Regions from separate parts of the Mus musculus genome. Here region 1 is linked to region 2. Evidence: chromatin contacts called from public promoter capture Hi-C data. All regions are on one chromosome and are shown on one strand. Each heading gives the region's core, a stretch centred on a gene start, on an enhancer-like site or on the middle of the called end of the contact. The rest is flanking DNA. Distances are from core to core; before and after follow the strand shown.

What was found. Promoter capture Hi-C pulls out the DNA fragments that hold promoters and counts their contacts.
Region 1: a contact with region 2 is called in a promoter capture Hi-C map of hippocampal neurons, with 2.0 times the contacts expected there. The contact joins the enhancer-like site here to the promoter of Acbd4 in region 2. A contact is called at or near these places in 2 of 39 promoter capture datasets (hippocampal neurons and pre-B cells), 1 of 15 datasets of contacts at CTCF or cohesin (embryonic stem cells) and 1 of 484 Hi-C or Micro-C datasets (embryonic stem cells).

The regions. Positions count from the first base shown.
Region 1 is chr11:103,663,840-103,669,522 of GRCm38.p6, forward strand. No RefSeq gene overlaps it. Among named protein-coding and RNA genes, the nearest start is that of Rprml, 17 kb to the left of the region's middle. Within about 2 kb of position 2,587, at least 53 of the 459 cell types and tissues checked have an H3K27ac peak or open chromatin away from gene starts, as enhancers often do. A contact at or near this core is called in hippocampal neurons, where this site is marked.
Region 2 is chr11:103,097,975-103,103,620 of GRCm38.p6, forward strand. Acbd4 (acyl-Coenzyme A binding domain containing 4) reads left to right here and starts at 3,714. Exons shown (of 11, transcript NM_025988.2): 1 at 3,714-3,814; 2 at 4,708-5,122; 3 at 5,552-5,646. The coding sequence starts at 5,589. It overlaps Plcd3 (phospholipase C, delta 3), which reads right to left and starts at 3,684. Exons shown (of 15, transcript NM_152813.3): 1 at 3,406-3,684. The coding sequence starts at 3,556.

The DNA of each region.
Region 1 (5,683 bases), core at 1,337-3,836, 560 kb after region 2:
CCATGGTCACACAACGATCAAAAACAAGAGACAGAGGAAAGTCCTATAAGCAGAATCCTGGGGGCTGGAAAGATGGCTCAGTAGGCAAAGGTCCCAGCTACCAAGGCTGATGGCCTGAGTTCAGTCTCTGGGACCCACATGTCTGTCTGTCTGTCTGTCTGTCTGTCCCTCCCTCCCTCCCTCCCTTCCTCCCTTCCTCTTTCCCTCGCCCTCTCTCTCTCTGAAAATGTAAAAAAAAAAAAAAAAAAAAAAAAAGTAATTTTTAAAGGGAATCCTGGCCATATGTAGGGAGGGAATTTTTGCACATATTGCTGCCTGTGAGGGGACAGGGCCTGAGTTTGAATAATCTGTTATTATCATTGGATCATGAATTCTGACTTACAAATAATCCTTATGGGCTGTTGACCATCTTCCTCTGAAGGAGAAAATGGTCCTTTATGCTAATCGCTCACTCTTTCTCTTTTCCTCCCCGCTGCAGACTTGTAGTTCAGACTCCATATTTTCTTATCTTGCCATTGAGACAGAGACAGATTGAGGGTCTATTCTGATACGAGTAGAAGCAGCGTCTGAACCCCAGTCTAATAGGGCCACCCTACACACCGGGGGCCCCCTAGTCTGAAGTCAAAGACACCCAAAATGCTCCAATCTAGAGGGGTCTCCACTCACTGGTGGGGTGGGACTTGGGGAGAAGACACACACAGTGCTCAATTGGTTCATGGAGGCACAGCTGGCTTGAGCTTTGAAAAGGAGTAAGCCATCCCTGGGGGTGTAGCTCAGTGGAAGAGCACCTGCCTAGGGTGGGTAGGTCCTGGGCCAGGTACAGCGACCCAGGAGAAAAATCAGAGCAAAGTAATCACTAAGACAGGATGGCGGGGTCAGGAATGATGGTGCAGGTTCCCTGGAGGTATGAATGCTGAAGGAAGGGTTCGGTAAAGATAAGGCTGGCTCATGCACTGTTTCGGAGATGTCCGTGGCCTGAGACCTACTCAGATAACTAACAAGTCTGTCCTTTAGTTGGCCTAGTCTGCATGTAAACGTCTTTTCAAACTCTCACCTGACTTTTATTATGAATCTGGCCACTCAAAGAACGATTTACGGCCTTTCATCCCTGCACTTAGCATTTTATTGTACAGATTTGAGTCTTACTGCACAGGATTTGGGTCTTGTGGAGGTTTCCATTCAAGCCTCTTTCACTGAGAGAGAGAGAGAGAGAGAGAAACCCAGTGCAGGCCGGCTGAGGCAGGGACAGGAAATGCCATCTCTCCACACTGGGACAGCCCAAGCTTCTAGCATGGCTGGATGTACGGGTGTTAGTGATGTCGTGCACACTCTCTCTCCTCACTCTGGCTCCAGCGCTGGCCTTGGCGAGCTTCACCGTCAGGCAGCCTCTTACCTGACTGCAATGAAACCACTCAGGCTGAGGTGTCAGGGACCTGAGAGGCATCCGTTAAGATTGGGGTGGAGGCCACGCCAATTGAGTCTGTTCCTAATCGTCTTCCCCAGCAACTTCTGTCCATGTCTTACTGCCCAGAACTAAGGGGCATGACAATTCCTACCTGCAAGCATCTCTGTTTCTGTTAGGTAAGTACCACAGGGGGAATTGATAGTTGTCAGAGAGCTGGCTGTGTCCACAGAAATACCAGAGGAAATCCTGTTTGGCTCTACCCAGTCATGTGGTCATCTTTAAATCAATATTTATGACCAGTCAATTGCTTGGCCAGATTCTTATCATTGGAGGAGGAGGCAGCGATTCTAGCTGGCCAGTGGGATGGGATTTCCATAAGAAAGAAAAGGGGATCAGGATTTGTGTGCCGGGCAGGTAAACAACATATGCTCACTAGAAGAATTTTTCAGCAGAGAAAGAAAACATACTAAAAAAAAAATAACTTCAGAAAAATAAATAGCTCCAGGGATCTCCCACCCCCCCTCCCTGGCACAATATACCATAAGGCAAGTCATGTTACAGGGACTAAATATAGGCACTGTGAGAAGACAGAGGGGGAAATTATTGAGACAGGAAGACTTCTGGTGGGAGGGGATTTGGAGCTGGGTTGTGAAGGAGCTTCTGTGTAGAGAGGGAGGGCAGAGAAGCAGAAACAATGTGCAGAGGCCAGGAATAGGGGTTACCTGAGGCTCAAGAGAGGGGTGGCGCCCCTGAACAGCTCCAGGCTGGGGCTGTGTCTCATCTCTGAAGGTATCAGAGCATTTCTTTTCCCATTGGGTATGTAACTGGCTTTGCAGAAGTCCCCATTAGCAGCACTCTTACAGCTGGGGACACTGAGCAGGGGACGGGGAAGATCTTAATGCTGAGAGCCAAAAGACTGGAGGAACCTGGCTGCAACGTGGAGGGCAGAGAACCCCTGGGAGCGAGTTCCTAATCCAATTAAGAAGCAATCATGTGGACGTTTTTCTAAGACTGGCCAGTTACCAGGCACCTCCCAGGAGACTCTCTCTGGAGGCTTGACAGTTCACTGCTAAACCTGGGCTCTGGAGCTGTGGGCTGCTGGTACGGCAGGCAGCTGGGCGAGGAGCCCAGGCTCAGACAGCTGGGGTGGGAATCTTTTAAGGATGAACAGGATGGGTAAGGAGCTTGTTGTTGTCATGGAAACCAACCCTGGGTAGCTGAGACATGGCCCAGTGGAGAGAATACCACCCACTACTAAGCTTCCCTGTGGGCGGCCAGCAGGCACCTCCAGAACCCACTGTTCTGGCCAGCTTAGACACTGTGTCCATCCCATCTCTGCCTGCCTCCTAGGGACACCGCAGTCTGGCTATGTGAGGAAGAACTTAGACCAGTTCCTGAGGGGTCTGGAGAGATGCTTTGAAACCAGAAAAAAAAAAATCTTTTTGGCATAGCCCCTACTTCCCTTACCTAGCTGTGTTGAGCAGAAATATGGCACAGGGCCAGTGTGTAGGAACTGTGGCTAGGACCAGGGTCCCAGGCCAAGGCTAGGATGGGATGTTCAAGGCAGTAGAATAAAGTGGCAGAAGCCGTGAATGCCAAATATGTAACCTTCTCTCTGCCTCCAGCTGTCACCCCTAGCGGGCTGGGTGGCCCCTGACACGTTGTCTTTCCCTGAGAAGTTTCCTTTCAACTACACTGATCCTGTTCTTAGACTTAGAACCGGATGCTTTCGGTCTCATCAAGCCTCAGGACTCAGCCCTGGAAAGTATCCGGCCCCTGCACAGGGTACCCTCAAAGCGTCAGGGTCCGGGCTCTTCTCGGGTCAGGTGCTGGGGCAGCCCCTTTCTGGAGTCTTCCCAAAGCTCGGGGGCGATCTGTGCTCACACAGGGAGGGTTCCTCAAGCTCACAGCTACCCCTCGTTGCCTGTGGAGACAGGCCTAATAGGCAGCCTGTTGCAATTCTGCTTCCGTTTTCAATAGGTGTTATTTTAATTGGGCCTTTCCCTGGGACAGACATGAAGGAAAAAGCAATTTGCAGCGCAGGCTTTTGGCTCTGGGACTGAGCCCACGCTCAGCAGTTCCACTCCCCGTGCCCCCTCTCCTCCTTTAGTTCCCTCTCCTGGCCTTGTTGCTCCCTTGCCCTCAGCATTTCCCCAAGTAGTGGCATCCTGCCCACCCTAGATAGAGCAGCAGAGAGCGTGGGCTATGGTCCGTGAGGAAGGAGACAATCCAAAAGCCCTGCCAGGGGGTCACCAATAGGAAAGAGATGTGTGGGGGTAGGTGGGTGGGTGCCAACTCCCGTGGACTCTCAGAGATACTGAAAAGGCAACAACTGCAAAAGAGGACCTCAAGTTCCCATAGTAAGAGAGTGAGGGGCTTGAGAGACAGCCCAGTGGTTTAGGGCACTTTCTGCTCAAAGAAGAAGGGTTCCCAGAAACTGCACGGAGTGGCCCATAACCATATATAACTCCAGCACCAGGAGATCTGACAGCTTTTTCAGGCTTCCAAAGACATCTGCATCTCTCTCTCTCTCTCTTTCTCCCTCCTCCTCCCCTTCCCCTCTCTCTCACCCCCTCACACAATCTTTTTTCAGTTTTTAAAAAGAAGTTATCTAGGGGCTAGAGAGAGATGATGGCTCAGTGGTTAAGAGCACTGACTGTGTACTGGCTAGTTTTGTGTGTCAACTTGACACAGGCTGGAGTTATCACAAAGAAAGGAGCTTCAGTTGAGGAAATGCCTCTATGAGATCCAACTGCAAGGCTTTTTCTCAATTAGTGATCAAGTGGGGAGGTCCCCTTGTGGGTGGTACCATCTCTGGGCTTATAGTCTTGGTTCTATAAGAGAGCAGGCTGAGCAATCCAGGGGAAGCAAGCCAGTAAAGAACATCCCTCCATGGCCTCTGCATCAGCTCCTGCTTCATGACCTGTTTGAGTTCCAGTCCTGACTTCCTTTGGTGATGAACAGCAATGTGGAAGTGTAAGCTGAATAAACCCTTTCCTCCCCAAGTGCTTCTTTGTCATGATGTTTGTGCAGGAATAGAAACCCTGACTAAGACAAATTGGTACCAGCATAGTGGGGTATTCCTGTGACAACCTGACCTTGTCTTGGGGAGGACTGTGGAAGGACTTTGGAACTTTGGGCTTGAAGATCCATTCGTTGTTAAGAGCTCTGTCAGATGTTGTGTAGGAGCTTGGAAGATAATGTTGAGAACAGTGCAGAAGATGGAGAGGTCTGGCTTGTGAAATTTCAGAGGGAAGATTAAAGACTCTTTTCAGGGCCATTGCTATTTTAATTGGGAAGATTCTCTGGTTCTGGTTAGCTGGGGCTGAGGAATCAGTTGTGATTAACAAGATACCAGAACTACTAAAGTGAAACTTTTGCATTACTGGGACTATTGATGCTGGTTAGCTGGAGCTAAGAAATTAGCGGTGATTAAGAAGAGACCAGCATCGTTGAGATGACATCTTCTGGGAAATGCTTTCTGAGAGCACAAAAAGGCTGTGTTCCAGAGATAGCCAAAGTTGTACCTCGTGCAGCAGCAGGACTTGGTAATGTGTAAGAGTCACCCAGGTGGTACTGGTTTTGAAGGCATGAAGGGGTCATGCAGAGCAGCTGAGGCTCGGCACTGTGATAGGCCATGGAAGGCCATTGGTGAAGGTGCAGCCTCAGTTGCAATTGATGGCCCAGGACAGAAGGGGTCATGCAAAGGAGTTGAGGCTTGGCACCATGAAGAGAGCCTATGAGAGGCTGTTGATGAAGCCTAGTTACAGTAGAAGACAGCAGTGTTTTGGAGATACCAGTACCATGAGATGACCACCAAAAACAGCAGCAGCAGTGGAGTACAGGCAGCTGGAGCCTAGAAGACAACGTGTGTGCTACAACGGGCAAGGCTAGAGAAGTGACCCAAGCCCTTGGAGGAGCCCAGAAGATCGTGAGTTGGACCCCAGACATTGGACAATTGGAGGTTGATTTTGCTTTTCATTGTGACCGTGCCCTGATGCTTTTCCCTCTTGAAGGAAGTATTTTAGTGGAACCCACAGTTAAGAGACTTTTAATTGTAAAAACTTTGGATTTTAAGAGAGATTGAAATTTTAAGAATTTGCAAAGACTGTGGGACTTTTAAAGTTATTTAGATCTTGGGGATGAATAAGAAACTAAGGGTTGAGGTTTAATAGTGATGTGTTTGTGAGTCAAGTCGACAAGGTGTCAATTGTACTAGCTAGTTTTGTGTGTCAACTTGACACGGGCTGGAGTTATCACAGAGAAAGGAGCTTCAGT
Region 2 (5,646 bases), core at 2,464-4,963:
GTCCTCAGACACCCCTCCACCCGAAGTATATATAACCATGGATATGTAATTTACATACACTTTCTAGAGATAGATACATATGTACATCCAAAATTCTTTTTTGTCTACCTGACATTTAAATTTAGCATCCTAGAGGGGCGTGATGGTGCACGCCTTTAATCCCAGCACTCGGGAGGCAGAGGCAGGCAGATTTCTGAGTTCGAGGCCAGCCTGGTCTACAGAGTGAGTTCCAGGACAGCCAGGGATACACAGAGAAACCCTGTCTCGAAAAACCAAAAAATAAACAAACAAACAAATAAATAATAAATTTAGCATCCTATATCTCGTTGGCAGCCCAGGGAGACACCTCTGGGAAACAGCAGGTCCTTTCCTGATGAGAGTCTCCTTCATCCCTGCATTTAGAGCCTAGACTCGGGACCACAGCACCAGGATTCAAATCTCTCCATCACTTCTGGCTTTTTGGTTTCCTTTGCTTTGAGACAGGGCCTTGATGGATACATAGACCTTTCTGGCCTAGAACTCAATCTGTTCACTAGGCTGGCCTCTCCATCCCTCCAGGGCTGAGATTCCAGGCACGGGCCACCACAGCTGGCTTGCTTCCAGCCTTGAGCCCTCTCTGGGCCCCTTACCTCATGGTAAAATGACACTTGTGGTGCCATCTACCTCATGTGACTGTGAGCGCGGAATGGGATGATACACAGAGCACACGGCACGATGCTATGAAGGTGTTAGCACTCACTAACTGTGGCAACAAAGCGTGCCCTTGGAACCTTGATTGTGATGGCAGGCAGCCAGGGTCCCTTAATGGCTTTATCCTGTCACATTGTGTCTCTCTGTCACTGAGGAGGGCACATGCCCCAGGAATGGCTGAGAATAAGTAGGGTGAAGTCTAAGGTAAGCCCAGTGGGCAGGAGTGCTCAGAGTATTATGATTCCCTGAAGAGCTGGTCTGGCCCACCCCCAAACCCCCACCCCAAGCTGCAGATGGCTCCCACTCCTCTCCTCCCCTGTCCTTGGCCTGGTTCCCCCTACTGTGGCTCCACAGGCCTTTTCCTCCCTGGGGCTCCTCTGAGATACTCCCTGCTCCAGTTCCTTGACCTGAAATAAGATCTGTTTTCTCTTAGCCTGAGCGGGGTGGTGAGGGTCATCTCGGGAGGCGCAGCATCTGCAGCGGGGATGGAGGCTACGTGGGTGACAGGCCTAGGCCTCAGCCATTGTGGGCTCAGCACTGCTTGAGGAGGTGGCATTCCTTACAACACTCTGTGTGGTCACTCAGCAGTCACTCAGCCAGTGGCAGGGAGGGCACGATGACATGCTGGTAAGTCCATAGTTTCAGGATGAGCTCCACAGGGCTCCCGTGCAGCCTCGCTCAGCTGACACACACTCAGTTGGGCGCTCCCGTAATTATGTGTCCACAAGTCTCTTCTTATTACACTGTGTACCTCTAGGGCAAGCCTCAGTTGTCCTGCTTGGTGGCCTCGGCCCCTGGCCTAGTGCTGTGGCCACTGACGGGGGCTCAGCAAATGGCCCCAGGTGTGGGAAGCTTCCTTTCTGTCCCCAGCAGCATCCACGACCCCCAGGGGCCAACGGCTCAGGCTGCTTCTCCCGAGAGCCCTGTCCTGCCTCCGTGGCAGATCATCTTACACAGCCAACCCCACTAGTGCCACCTCTAGCCAGAGACGGCTGACTTCATATTAGACAGCCACCACCCTGTCTCCTCCTCGTGCCTGTGCGTCCTCCTCTTCTGTGCCTCTCTCACCTGAACCCCAACACCTCTTCACGAGCTACTCCCTGCCTCCTTTCAGCCCTATTTGACCACCCTATTATCCATCTGCTCCTCTAACTCAGCCAGTGGATTTTCTGGGACCCTTAGCACCACCCAAACTTCAGAGAAACTCTAAGGTGTCTGTCTACCTCTCTCCTCTTCACATGAGCTTCCATCCAGCTCTGGGGTTCAGTGGGGTCCTCTCTGCCTCCCCAGCATCACAGTCCGCTCCTCCCTCCCTGACTCTTTCCCTCAAGGTCCGTCTTCTGACAGCAGTACTGAGCTGTTTAGCTCTCTTTGGACAGGCCCGCGTGTGCTGTGTTTGTTGTTGTATGGTAGGTAAATATTGACTTCTTGAATGACTGGACCGGAGAAGGATGAAGAGCTGCCCCAGGCACAATGCTCATGGTGAGGACATCCAATACATTCTGGTGGAATGAGGAAGAGGAGGGCACAGCTGAGAGGGAAGCCGGGGAGGCTGGCATCTGGGACCCCTGAGTTCTGTCACCAGGTTGACAGTCCTGAGAAACCACTTCAGTTTCCTGCACTTCACAGTTTATAAAATGCTCCTTGTTCAAGCCCAGGGAGTCCCATTTTGCCGAGACTCTGAGCGTGTAGGTTGGGATGGCACACAGTCTGAGTGGCCCCGACTAGATTCTTTGATGTCTGAGTCAGTTTCCTCCTCTGTGAAATGGGGTGCAGGACACCTACCTCAGGAAGGTGAGCTTAGCACCACACCTGCAAACCACAGCGGTATTGAGCCGACTCGAGGGCTCCTTGAAGACTAGTGACTTCCCTCTCACCTCTGAAATAGGAAGCTGGACTGTTTCGCACCATTGCCCCGGGTCTTGCCAGGGCTTTGTTACTGCTGGCAGAGAAGACCTGAGGGTTACAGGGCTGGCTTGGGTGTCTAGAATCTCGCAGAGGCCATCTGTAAACAGCCCCTCAGGATCAAGAACAGCAGGTGCTGTAAGATGCCCACAGACCTCAAGTAGCACTTGGGAGATGAATGTACGTACCTCCGCGTGCGCGTGCCTCTGCCTCCCGAGTGCTGGGATTAAAGGCGCGCGCCACCACTGCCTGGCATTGTATTTTTTTTTTTTTTTTTGAAACAGAGTCTCATAGACCCCAGACTCATACACACACACACACACACACACACACACACTTTACTTTGTAGCAGAGAATGACCTTGAACTCCTGATCCTCCTACTGACACCTCGCCAGTGCTGGGAGATTAACAACAGTAAGTCGTTGTGATACTGGGGATCTAACCCAGAGCTAAGAGCTCTACCGATTGAGCTACATCCCCAACCTAACTCCAAGCTTTATCTCTCAGTCCATTCTCCTCACTCTCCAGCAACCCTATCCATGCCCCGAGTCCCAAATTCTCACCCCAGCACGGCCCCGCGAGCGCCTCCCGGTGAGAATGCACCGGGGGCATCCAAGCCTTCTAAAACAGCCTGGAAGTCTGATGACCCCAGGTGTGAACCCCAACTGGAACAGTGCTGGTGCTCCTGGTCAGATCCTCCCCAATTCCAAGCACCCTGGCAAACCAGGTGGCCCGTACACCCCGCTCCGTCCAGGTTGTCCCTAGAGACAGTGCGCGCCCACCCGGACCCATCCTTGTGTGTCACTGACCCATCTTCTTCAGTGCCCGTAGCCCAGGCCTTTTGGTGCTGCTGTCCGACGACGCGGGCGAGGGCGGGAACGCGAGGGGCGCTGCGACCTGGGCGGACACCCGGGATTCCTCCGGCGAGCGGCGACTCCTTTTCCAGCCACCGCACAGCATGGTCTCGAAGGGCCCAGGGCCAGGCCCGGGATCTGTGCGTGAGAACCGGGCAACGGGAACACAGCCCGCGGCGCGGTCCGGAGCTAAGAAACTTAGCGGCGCCCTAGGAGTCAGGAGGAGGAGACCTCGGGAGGAGGGAGAGAGGGAGGGACGAGGTGGAGGTGGGCGGAGCGAGGCCGAACTTAGGCGGTGCGAGGCGCCTGCGGGACCCCAGGCCTGGAGCTGCGCGCCCTGGTGTCTACGCGTTCGCCCCTACTAGTGAGTCGGTCTTTCCATTTCCTTAGAGGTCCCCGGATCTCCTTTCTACCATTGGCCAGAGTCCCTGTTGAAGGGAATTGAATTTCCCGGAGGGATAGGTTTGTCCTCCGGCGCAGACACATTTTTTCTGGGAACTCAGGACCCTAGTCCATCCACCTTAGCCGGGTCCCTTAGGGAGCCAGACAAGGGACAGATCTATAGGAGATCGTCCCGGGCCACAGGGTCCTAGTACGGAGGAAACCCATAGAATTCTGAAGCAGAGCTGCGCAGGAATGGGGACGAGAGGCTCGGGCAGTGACGTCATGAATTAATCTCCGGGCTCGGGGCCAATAGCCAGTCCTCAAAGGTGGATGCCTTGCGGCCAACCGATCTGAAGACTAAGATGAGACTAAGTTTAGAGTTCCAGAAGCTTGGTACCCCAGAGCGACACTCCATCCTTGGTCAAGGGATCTGCACAACACTCTGCCAAGGTGTTGATGACGTCAGCCAAGGAAAACCTCCTTGTACGGGTGCCGGTGTAGTGTTAGACGTACCCTTGTGAATGCGAAAGGGTGGAGTGTGCATGTGGCTTTCAAGCACGAGCTTTGGATAGGGGCAGCGAGCTGGTCGAATATTGTCACTTGGACGCGACCTACAGCCAGGCTTCCCACGCTAAAAGTAGCGAGTTTCGGGTCCTAGAATCTCCATCTACTTGTCCCGCTGTATTCTTTCCTCATTTATCCAAGTCCCGACAATTCTTCATACTAGCTTAAGTCCCCATCACCACTGCGATCTTAAATTTGCTTACTATTTGTCAAACCTTCGCCTCTGCTTGATCTCTTGATTCCTTCCAGGAGTGTTCCTTTTTTTTGTTGTTATTTTTCTGGTTCACTCTTACTTTTTCCAAAACTCAGCTCCAGTGTCCTTTCTGCGGAACGCCGGGCTCCAGGACTCTCCTCTATTGCCAGCGTAGACGTGTTCCAAGAGCTGAGTCGAGGTGCCTCGGACAGGCGGAGCCCGCATCAATCAACCCACTCCCGTGGGTTTCCACCAGGGGGCGCGAGGACTCTGCGACCATCAGTGTGTCCACCGGGAGGCGCTGCAGCCCGCCTCGGGCTGTCGCGCGGTGCGGAGTGCCACCCATAAATTAGCCCCGCCTGGCTGGGCGAGGCAGGATAGCATTATTTGCATAATCTTGAAAGAGCCTTCCTTACTGGTTAGGGTATAAAAGACCAATACGAAACGGTGCCTCTGGTTGGCTTTTCTCCTAGCTCTGTATCCCGCCCTATCCCTGCCCCTCTGGAACAAGAGGTCAATCGGAAGCCTCTGGTGAGTGATGAGAAGAGGACCCTGGTGTCCTGGCAGTGGGCGCCTAGGGGTGAGTGAGAGGCTGGGGCGCGGGGAGCCAGGGTTGAAGGCTGTTCGTCCCATCCTGACTCCTCCTCGTTCGCTGATTCGCCTGTTCAGGAATTGGAAATGGGTGTCTAGAGAGGTGCATCCGGGGACGTACGTGGCTCTGAGACCCTTGCCACCTGCCTCCCCTCCCACTCATGGCCAAGTTGGTGGTCCTCGCCACCCTGGCCTCATTGGCGCTGCCTTGAGGTAGGAGAAGGAGCCTTCTCAGCTCAACTTCTGGCCTCCTGGGATAGCGATCCGTTCTTAGGACTAAGTTTGCCCCTCTGGGAACCGGTCCGGTGGCTTACTTAGGATGCCACCGTGGACCATGAAGCCTGGTCACATTGACACTCACTCTTGCAGAGTCGCTTCAAAGTAGGGCTCCAGAGCTCGAAGCAGCATGGGTACCGAGAAGGAAGAGCCCGACTGTCAAAAACAGTTCCAGGCAGCAGTCAGCG